Linked DNA regions of Sus scrofa: regions 2 and 3 are each linked to region 1. The links are chromatin contacts, called in public Hi-C maps. All regions are on one chromosome and are shown on one strand. The core of a region is the stretch at or near the end of the contact, and the rest is flanking DNA. Distances in the headings are between cores, read along the strand shown.

Region 1 (2,700 bases), core at 97-2,596:
TTTCCATTTCCTGGTAATTGATATTATGGATTTCCTGAAGGATTAGTGTCTTCTATTCTCTTTGATAAACACTTGTGGCCAACAACTAGAAAAATCCAAGCTCTCAAAGTCAAGCCTGCTTTGTAAATGGGGGAGGTGGAGAAATATAGAAAAAGCAGTAAGCAGAATGTCTAAGCTATTGCTTTGGATTTAACTGAAGACAAATAAAATTGAGAAAGAAAACTAAGAAATAAGGAAATGGGCAAGCAGAACCAGCTCTGGGAGAAATGGGACACAGTAAGCATGAGAGATAACCATATAAAGCCCTACAGTGTTACAACACTGAGATCCATAAGCAGCAGTAACAGTAGGTAAACTTTTAAGTTTTAGAATATTGATTTTTGGCTCCAAAATATTTTGCCAATTCAAGTCCTGCTTTTTTTTTTTTTTTTTGCATTTTTGTTGTTTCCAAAATAGTCTTTTTCTTTCAGAAATAATCCTTCAAATCCAGTTCACACAAGAGGGTTTGATATGTGCAGTGAGTTTCAAATGCATTGTATTCAGCAATACCTACTGGATGCCTACTACATCATAGGCTCTGAGCAAGCTGCACCCTCTCAGGTCTAAGACCCATTATTTTGCTTTTAGCAAATTTTCACTAAGTCCTTTTCCTCCCCCATGTATAAGTCCACCAGACCTTAAACCATTTATGAACACGCAAGCTCCTCCCTGCTGAAAGTTTTTGTGTGAACAGTCCACAAGTTGGCTCATCTACTGCAGTGGGTTTTATGATAGGGGGTTGTCTACATAGTTCCTACAAGAAAGCTGAAGATCTGACTGCATCTTAGAGATACCTGAAATCTTTCAACAGGATCTGATTTAAAGGAAAAAGTAAGTTATAATTTAGAAAGAGAAAAAAAAAAAATAAGACCTCCCCTCATGATCTGAAGGTGCAAACCCTAGGGGCAGGATATTCACATACCCAATTCCATATCCACATGGTGCCTCCAGTGGACTCATACTCTTTGGGCACTGGGATAGCTGAATAGCTGATGTGCTTGCAGGGTCGCCTGGCTATCAGGTGTGTTATATGGTTCCTTATCTCACAGCAGTAACAGTGCAGCAGTAACAGTGTTATTTGGAAGTATACTGTGTGTAGAGACCACGTAAGAGTTTTACTTGGATAAACATTTAATTTTCACGCAACAGCTATATGAAGCAGGCACCACTGCTCCCATTTTTATAAGGGGTTACCTGTTCCGAGAGGTTCAGTACCTTGTTCTAGAGCACAAAAGGAAAAAGTAGAGCCTGCAAGTGAAGACAGATCGTCGTGCTGTATATGCCATGCTCTTAATCACCGTGCTGCTTTTCTACAGTATGTCCATCATCCCTGCATCAAACTGCCCGCTCTTAGGCATCCAGTTCTAGGTGTCGTGTAGCGTGACTCAGGAAGCCTATCGGCCTCTCTGTACGCAGAACGTGTGTCCTCTTCCCTTAGACACACTTCACCCACCTGTGCAGGGCCGGGAATCTGGTTGGGACATCCTCCCTCATCCCTCTCCGGGCCCGAGGCGGGACTGGGACAGGGCCGGGGAGGGCCCGGGGAGGGCGCGCGAGGCTGGAGCCACCTAGCCGGCTGTGTTCGGCCCCCGCCCCTTGGCCCGGCCGCGGGGCGGGACTCGTGTCGCGCCAGCCTCAGGAGCAGGGGCCGGCAGCGGGAAGCGGCCGCCGCCCCGGCCGCGCCGGGCTAGGCGAGGCGGGGCGGGGCCGGGCGCGTCGGGAAGGGGAAGCCGCGCGGGCCGGGAGCCTCTCCGCACCAGCCGCCGCGCACCCAGCGCCGCGATGGGGCTGGAGACTGAGAAGGCGGATGTCCAGCTCTTCATGGACGACGACTCCTACAGCCGCCACAGCGGCGTCGATTACGCCGACCCCAAGAAGTTCGTGGACCCGGGCACCGACCGAGATCCCCACCGGCTGAACTCGAATCTCAAGGTGAAGCCCGGGGTGGGCCCTACCGTGGTCCTGAGATTGGCTCAAGTCCCGACATGGCCTGGAAGTGGGGGTCCCCTTCTACCCTGCCCCAACCCCAACTCCCACTGAGTCAGCCCTCCAGGGTCCAGGACCCGGATCCACCAGCTCCAGGGCCGCCTGCGTAGCCAGGAATTTTTAGCCAAATTCCTGTGCGCCCACTATTACCCTAGAAGAGGTGGGGCACCCCAGCCAAGTCGTTCTTTCTTTCTTCTCACACTCTGAGCTCTCCTGGTTCCTGGGGCAGCAGGATGGGTAACAGTTCAGGATCCCTGAGTCTTGTCTCCATAGGTGGGATTCGAGGATGTGATAGCAGAACCGGTGTCTACACACTCCTTTGACAAAGTGTGGATATGCAGCCATGCCCTCTTTGAAATCAGCAAATACGTGATCTACAAGTTCCTAACGGTGTTCCTGGCTATCCCCTTGGCCTTCGCTGCGGGAATTCTCTTTGCCACACTCAGCTGTCTGCACATCTGGTGAGAAGAGTCACACTGGGGTGGAAGGGGTTTCTGAAATGTAGGAATCTTCTTTGCCACCTGCCCCAGGCCTGCTTGCAGGCAAAAGGCATCATCTCCTAATGTAGTCGCAGGAATTGGAAGGCCTTGAAAGGCAATGCGCTTTCTTTAGAATTGCAGGTTAAGGTTGCATTAGAAGTTTAAACAGTAGAAGGAATGTCCCTTTGTCCCCTGG
Region 2 (2,700 bases), core at 155-2,654, 74 kb before region 1:
AGGGTTCATCCAAAAGCACTGCTTCCTCTCTCCTATTGACAGGAAACCCTGCCTGTGACTAGCTGCACAAGCCTTGCTCAGAGCTGGCAGGGCAGCAGTTGGAGACTCAGGAAGAAAAACAATTTCTAAACCTGGTGTTTGTGCAATAAAGTATCAGGTGTTGGTAAGTGGGAAGACTAATTGGAGATTTTTTTTAATAGTTATACGACCATAGTCTTCCCCATGCTGTGTAGAGAATTATGACATTCACAAGAGAACTTATAAAAAGTATAAAGTAATTTTCAATCTAAGACAGATAGGAACTTAAAAACTTCACATGTAAAGGGATGTGGTGTGGCTTCATAATAGAATGATAAATGTATTAAAATGGGGTATCTCCTCTAAAGGAACTTCTTGAAATGGATTTCATGTGCTTGAATTCTTATGTTTAGAAAAGTGTGATGGATCCCATTTTGAAAATTATTCTTAAAAATGTGTACCAAACTCCCTTAAAAACATTACCAGGATAAAACTTAAAATGAAGAACACCAGCAAATGAAAAACTGAATATCTTGCTTTCATGTATTATTTTTCATCTACATTGCTTGAAAGAAATGCATTTTATTATGAAGCTTTTGTTTAGACACCTGATTGGAGGCATAGAGGAAGAAAATGAGCCACATCTTTGATGTGCTAAACTGAGAAGTTGATGCGAGAATATGAATGAAAATGTATATTAGGTAATTAGAGATTTGGACCTAGAGTTTGAGAGAAACATTAGAGCTAGTGAAACAGGAAAAAAACAAAAATGCCAAAGGAGAAAAAAGATCTCAAAAAAAAAAATTAGAAAAGTCTCAAAAAATGCATATATTTGACAATGAAGAGAGAAGAAAACAAATAAATTTACTAAATATATGTGTAGATTAAAAAAAAAAAAAAACACAAAAGAACATAATAAACCTAGAGGTGACCAGGATTCAGATGATGCAGGTTATCAAAATTGGCAAATAGGTTTTGATAAAGAGGTAACAATTTCAGTAGACTTATGAGAACAGAAACTAGACTGCTGGAAGAACCAGACTGCAAATGAGTAAATGGTCAGATAGTGTAGGAAACATGAACAGATAATTAACTCTTTCAAAAAATTAAGGGTGAAAAGGAAGACAGAACCTTCAACAGCTCAGAAAGCTGGAAAGCAGCTTCTTGCTCTTGAGGAAAAAAAAAAAAAGCTCAAGTGGTGAAATTTGATCAGAGATGAGGAAGGATAGGAATCCTTTATCCTCAAGGGAAAAAAAGAAAAAGCCTATTTCAAAAATTTAAAATTCCAAAGAACTGAAAATTAAGGTTTGGGCTGTTCCTGCACATATTCATGCAGGCCACACCCATCAGGATTTAGGAATCCCCTGCCCTTCAGAAACAGCCGTGGGCTTAAGCCCACGACACAGGCCTTGGCTGTTTGTTTGCATTTCCTTTGGTGAGAGAGTCTGAACATCCTGTGGTGAACCAAAGACATCCCTGCCCTCTCCCGCCCTCTCTTCCCTCCAGCACCCCACACCATTCCACCTCTCCCTTTTCTTCCCTCAAGCTGAATTTGTCTTGGAAATTCGAACCTAGCAAATTAAGATTATTAAAACAAGGTAGGCAAATATCTCTGACAATCAAGAAGGGATTCATTCTACTGGAAACAACAGCCAAATTTTAAAAGAAAGAAAAAGAAGGAAAGTTACAGAGGGAATAGAGATAAAACTTGATTACCAGGAGCTCGCCTGGTGGTCTACTTTCCTGGGTCAAAAAGTTGGCCCAAACTCTCAGAGCTGGCTGAAGTATAAAAAGCAGCAGAGGCAATTGGCTGAATCCCTGAAGGAGAGAAGGCTTCCCACTTCAGGCCAAATCCCTGTGAGGGTAATGCTCCTGACTCAAATTTGGAACCCAGACATGGTGTGAAGTGGGGTCACATTATTTCGCAGAGAAATAATGCCCTTTCTTAGAAATAACACACACACATTAGGATCTTTGTGCCTATGTACATTCTCATCTCTCAGCTTCAGTACTTTTCCCTGCCACTCCTTTCTGCTGAAATCTTCCTCAACTTTAAAAATCAAACATTACCTCTTCATCATATTTGGCAAACTTCATAAACTGGAATTCTTTTTTTAGAAACAGGAATTTAAATCTGTTTGGTGAGCACACAATGTCAGGAACTGTGCACTGATGCTGGGTATAGTCTTCCTCTTGTTTCCCTCCTCTCCTCAGTCATTCTCCTGACTTTTTATTTTATTCTATGTCTCTTCTACCACATTTCAAGATCCACAAGCACTGTGGCTTTATTTCAGTCATAAACACATGAACAGAACTTTGAATCGTGTCTAATACAGAGTTATGTACAAAGCATATTTATTTGTTAAATTAATCAATAAACAAACTAAACAATCCTATCATTTAATCCTCACAGTAATTTGCAAAGTAGAAATTAACTTGCATTTTTTAAGATAAAAATTAATATGAAGATAGGGTGTGGAGAAAAGGAACCCTCCTACACTGTTGGTTATTGGTGCAACCACTATGGAGAACAGTATGAAGATTCCTTAAAAAACTAAATATAGGACTAACATATGATCCAGCAATCTCACTCCTGGGCATCTATCCAGAGAAAACCATAATTCAAAAAGATACATGCACCCCAGTGTTCAATGAAGCACTATTCACAACAGCCAAGATGTG
Region 3 (2,700 bases), core at 3-2,502, 99 kb before region 1:
CCTGTTTTATTCTCTGTATACTTTGGCAGAAGTCAGTTATTTTGAGACTATGTTTTACCTCTGTTATCAAAGTAATTCTTTTATTTAAAATATTTTTAAATTAGTTACATCATTATATACATGACTAGCATAAGGGTCATAGTCTATAATCATTATTAATGAATAATCTATTAATCATTATTGATTAATAGTTAATTAACTATTAACAATAGTTAATAAACTTTATTATTAACTATAGTTGAAAAGCATTTTGGATAATATTAGTTAAATGCTATGAATTTGGCAGTGGTATTTACCTTCAATCAGAAATAATGAGACTAGGGTTCTAGGTATTAAGAGATTGTTTCAAGACTTTTCCATCAATGACGTAGGCCCGGAATCAAGGTGTGAAGCCACAGGCAAGGCTGGCAATAAGCCAATATGCTTCAGAGTACCGCCCCAGTTTAAGCTATACCAATGGCCATAAGAGCAACTCTTGCCAACTCATTTCCAGCGATCTTCTCACTCGAACATCTACATTCAGCATATTCTATACATACTAAATATGTCCTTAAGTTAAAGATGGCCCAAGCTGGAGTTCCCATCGTGGCTCAGTGATTAACAAACCCGACTAGTAGCCTTGAGACGTGGGTTGGATCCTTGGCCTTGCTCAGTAGGTTAAGGATCTGGGGTTGCTGTGAGCTGTAGCGTAGGTCGCAGACAAAGCTCAGATCTGATGTTGCTGCGCCTGTGGCATACGCCAGCAGCTACAGCTCAAATTTGACCCTTAGCCTGGGAACCTCTATATGCCATGGGTGCGGCCCAAAAAAGACAAAAGACAAAAAAAAAAAAAAAACAGCCCAGGCTGGATGGACTCTTGAAATTAGTTCATATTTTACTAATGAAAGTAAGATGGTTGGGATTAAGGGGAACACTAAATTTGCTTTAAAAAATACTTTTTTTTTTCTTCCAGCTAATATCTCCATTGCTTAACTCAAATGACTTTTAAAAGTCTTGAATTCTTTTCCCTTAGAATGCAGGCAGGAGAAGCCTGTGCAAAGCCAGCCTACTCCATACGTCAAGCAGTGTTTGTATGTATTTCAGCGTATCCAAGCAAGGCCTTTTTAACTTTCCATCATACGGACAGAGCTGTACTTTCCTGAATGGCAGCCAGGAAAAAACTTGGAGATTTGGCAGGAAGACTGTGGGAAGCCTGGTGCAACACCAGGCTGAGTGAGATCTGGAGCAGAGGCTTTCTATTCTACAAAGGCAGAGGAGTGAAACACCTCCTTTTGTTTAGCTCTGCATATGAGCACAAATGGAGCCCCCAGATTGCAATCATGCCCTATTGTGTAAACTTGGGGTTTCCATGCCATACAGCATTTTTGGCACCAAGTACCTTATTATGTTTCAGCTGGAAAACCAATTAGCATTCTTTCTATATCTGGTGTTAATACTTGGGACTTAGAATGATTTTTTGGCCACCAGCCCAAATGGCTGTAGTCTCTTGGGCAATGCCTGACAAATTAAGATAAAACTGTTACTTCATGTTTTCCTACAAAAAGAAAACAAAAACTGTTTCCTGCTCTTATTAATTGGATGAAGTCAATTTCCACATTTAACAAATAAAAAGGTAGGCATAATCAGGGTGTCAACCCAGGGTTCTTATCACTCCCCAAGCTGGTTCCTCTGTAGGAATGTGAGAGTGCAAGAACTGTCAGGCTCTGACTAAACTTTCCTTCTCTTGGAAAAAAATCCCCATGGTCAACAGAGGCCTCTGTCCATTGCATTGGTTGTGACCACTATGAGGTTACTCTTTGGCCTCTGCGGCATTTTTTTTTTTTTTTTCCCCACAAGCTTGAGTGATAGGATTTACCTGGAGAGAACTATTAGGAGATTCCACCCCTGACAAGTGGATTAGTCATAACACTTGACAAGAGGGCACTGCCCAGTTTGAAAGAAATAAACAGAGCCAAAAATTTCCCTATCTTGAAAGCAGAGCAAAGAAAAGTTCACACTCTAGGAATGTAGTTTATGATTAGAGAAAGCCATATCTGGGCTGCTGTCTCAGAATATCTGAGCATGTGGGAGAAGAGGAAGAAAAGAGATTGAAATTTTTGTGAGAAGTGCCCATCCTCTAAAGTAGTCCCTTATGATAAACAACCCTTGCCATGGCGACAAAACCTAATGCCACAAGTCAAAGGAATGTGGCCCTCCAAATGAGTAGATCACATTTGGGAAAATCTCCGGGATGATGCAAAATATTTAGAAGGGAAGTGGTAAAACAAACAGAAGAGAAACAGCAATCTGATTGTAGTTTGAAGACAAAAATACATTGGGCACAAAATTAGTTTGGGCATAGTTACAAGAGTGTTTTTGTGTTATTGGTACTAAATGTACATCTCTTTGCTAGAAATGGCCTGAGGGGTCTGCTGCTTCCCCTAAAGACTTTCTTTGTAAGTAGTGGGTGGTGGCATCCTAAAAAAAAAAAAAAAAAAATCCATTTGAAAGACTTCTTTAAAGAAGTTGCACAGAACATTTTCTTTGTAATACATCCTATCCAGGAGCTATATTATTTAACAAGGGGGATGTATTCTGAGTCATATGGAAATCATCTTATTGCTAAATTTGCTATCAACAGCATAAAATGATCTTTATAGTAATCTAAGGGAGTAACTAGAAAATATCCAACCTTAAGCATTAGAATTGAGGTTCTATACA

What was found. A called contact is a pair of places that touch in the nucleus more often than the background predicts.
Region 2: a contact with region 1 is called in a Hi-C map of subcutaneous adipose tissue, with 1.5 times the contacts expected there. The contact joins the enhancer-like site here to the promoter of CAV2 in region 1. A contact is called at or near these places in 4 of 47 Hi-C or Micro-C datasets (embryonic fibroblasts, liver, skeletal muscle and 1 more) and 1 of 2 datasets of contacts at active chromatin or transcription factors (skeletal muscle).
Region 3: a Hi-C map of retroperitoneal adipose tissue shows a contact between it and region 1, with 1.9 times the contacts expected there. The contact joins the enhancer-like site here to the promoter of CAV2 in region 1. A contact is called at or near these places in 6 of 47 Hi-C or Micro-C datasets (omental adipose tissue, psoas muscle, retroperitoneal adipose tissue and 2 more) and 1 of 2 datasets of contacts at active chromatin or transcription factors (skeletal muscle).

What each region holds. Positions count from the first base shown.
Region 1 is chr18:29,705,923-29,708,622 of Sscrofa11.1, reverse strand. It overlaps CAV2 (caveolin 2), which reads left to right and starts at 1,346. Exons shown (of 3, transcript NM_001123091.1): 1 at 1,346-1,971; 2 at 2,299-2,486. The coding sequence starts at 1,822.
Region 2 is chr18:29,780,110-29,782,809 of Sscrofa11.1, reverse strand. No RefSeq gene overlaps it. Among named protein-coding and RNA genes, the nearest start is that of CAV2, 74 kb to the right of the region's middle. Within about 2 kb of position 1,404, at least 4 of the 83 cell types and tissues checked have an H3K27ac peak or open chromatin away from gene starts, as enhancers often do. A contact at or near this core is called in subcutaneous adipose tissue, where this site is marked.
Region 3 is chr18:29,804,348-29,807,047 of Sscrofa11.1, reverse strand. No RefSeq gene overlaps it. Among named protein-coding and RNA genes, the nearest start is that of CAV2, 98 kb to the right of the region's middle. Within about 2 kb of position 1,252, at least 29 of the 83 cell types and tissues checked have an H3K27ac peak or open chromatin away from gene starts, as enhancers often do. A contact at or near this core is called in omental adipose tissue, retroperitoneal adipose tissue, skeletal muscle and 1 more, where this site is marked.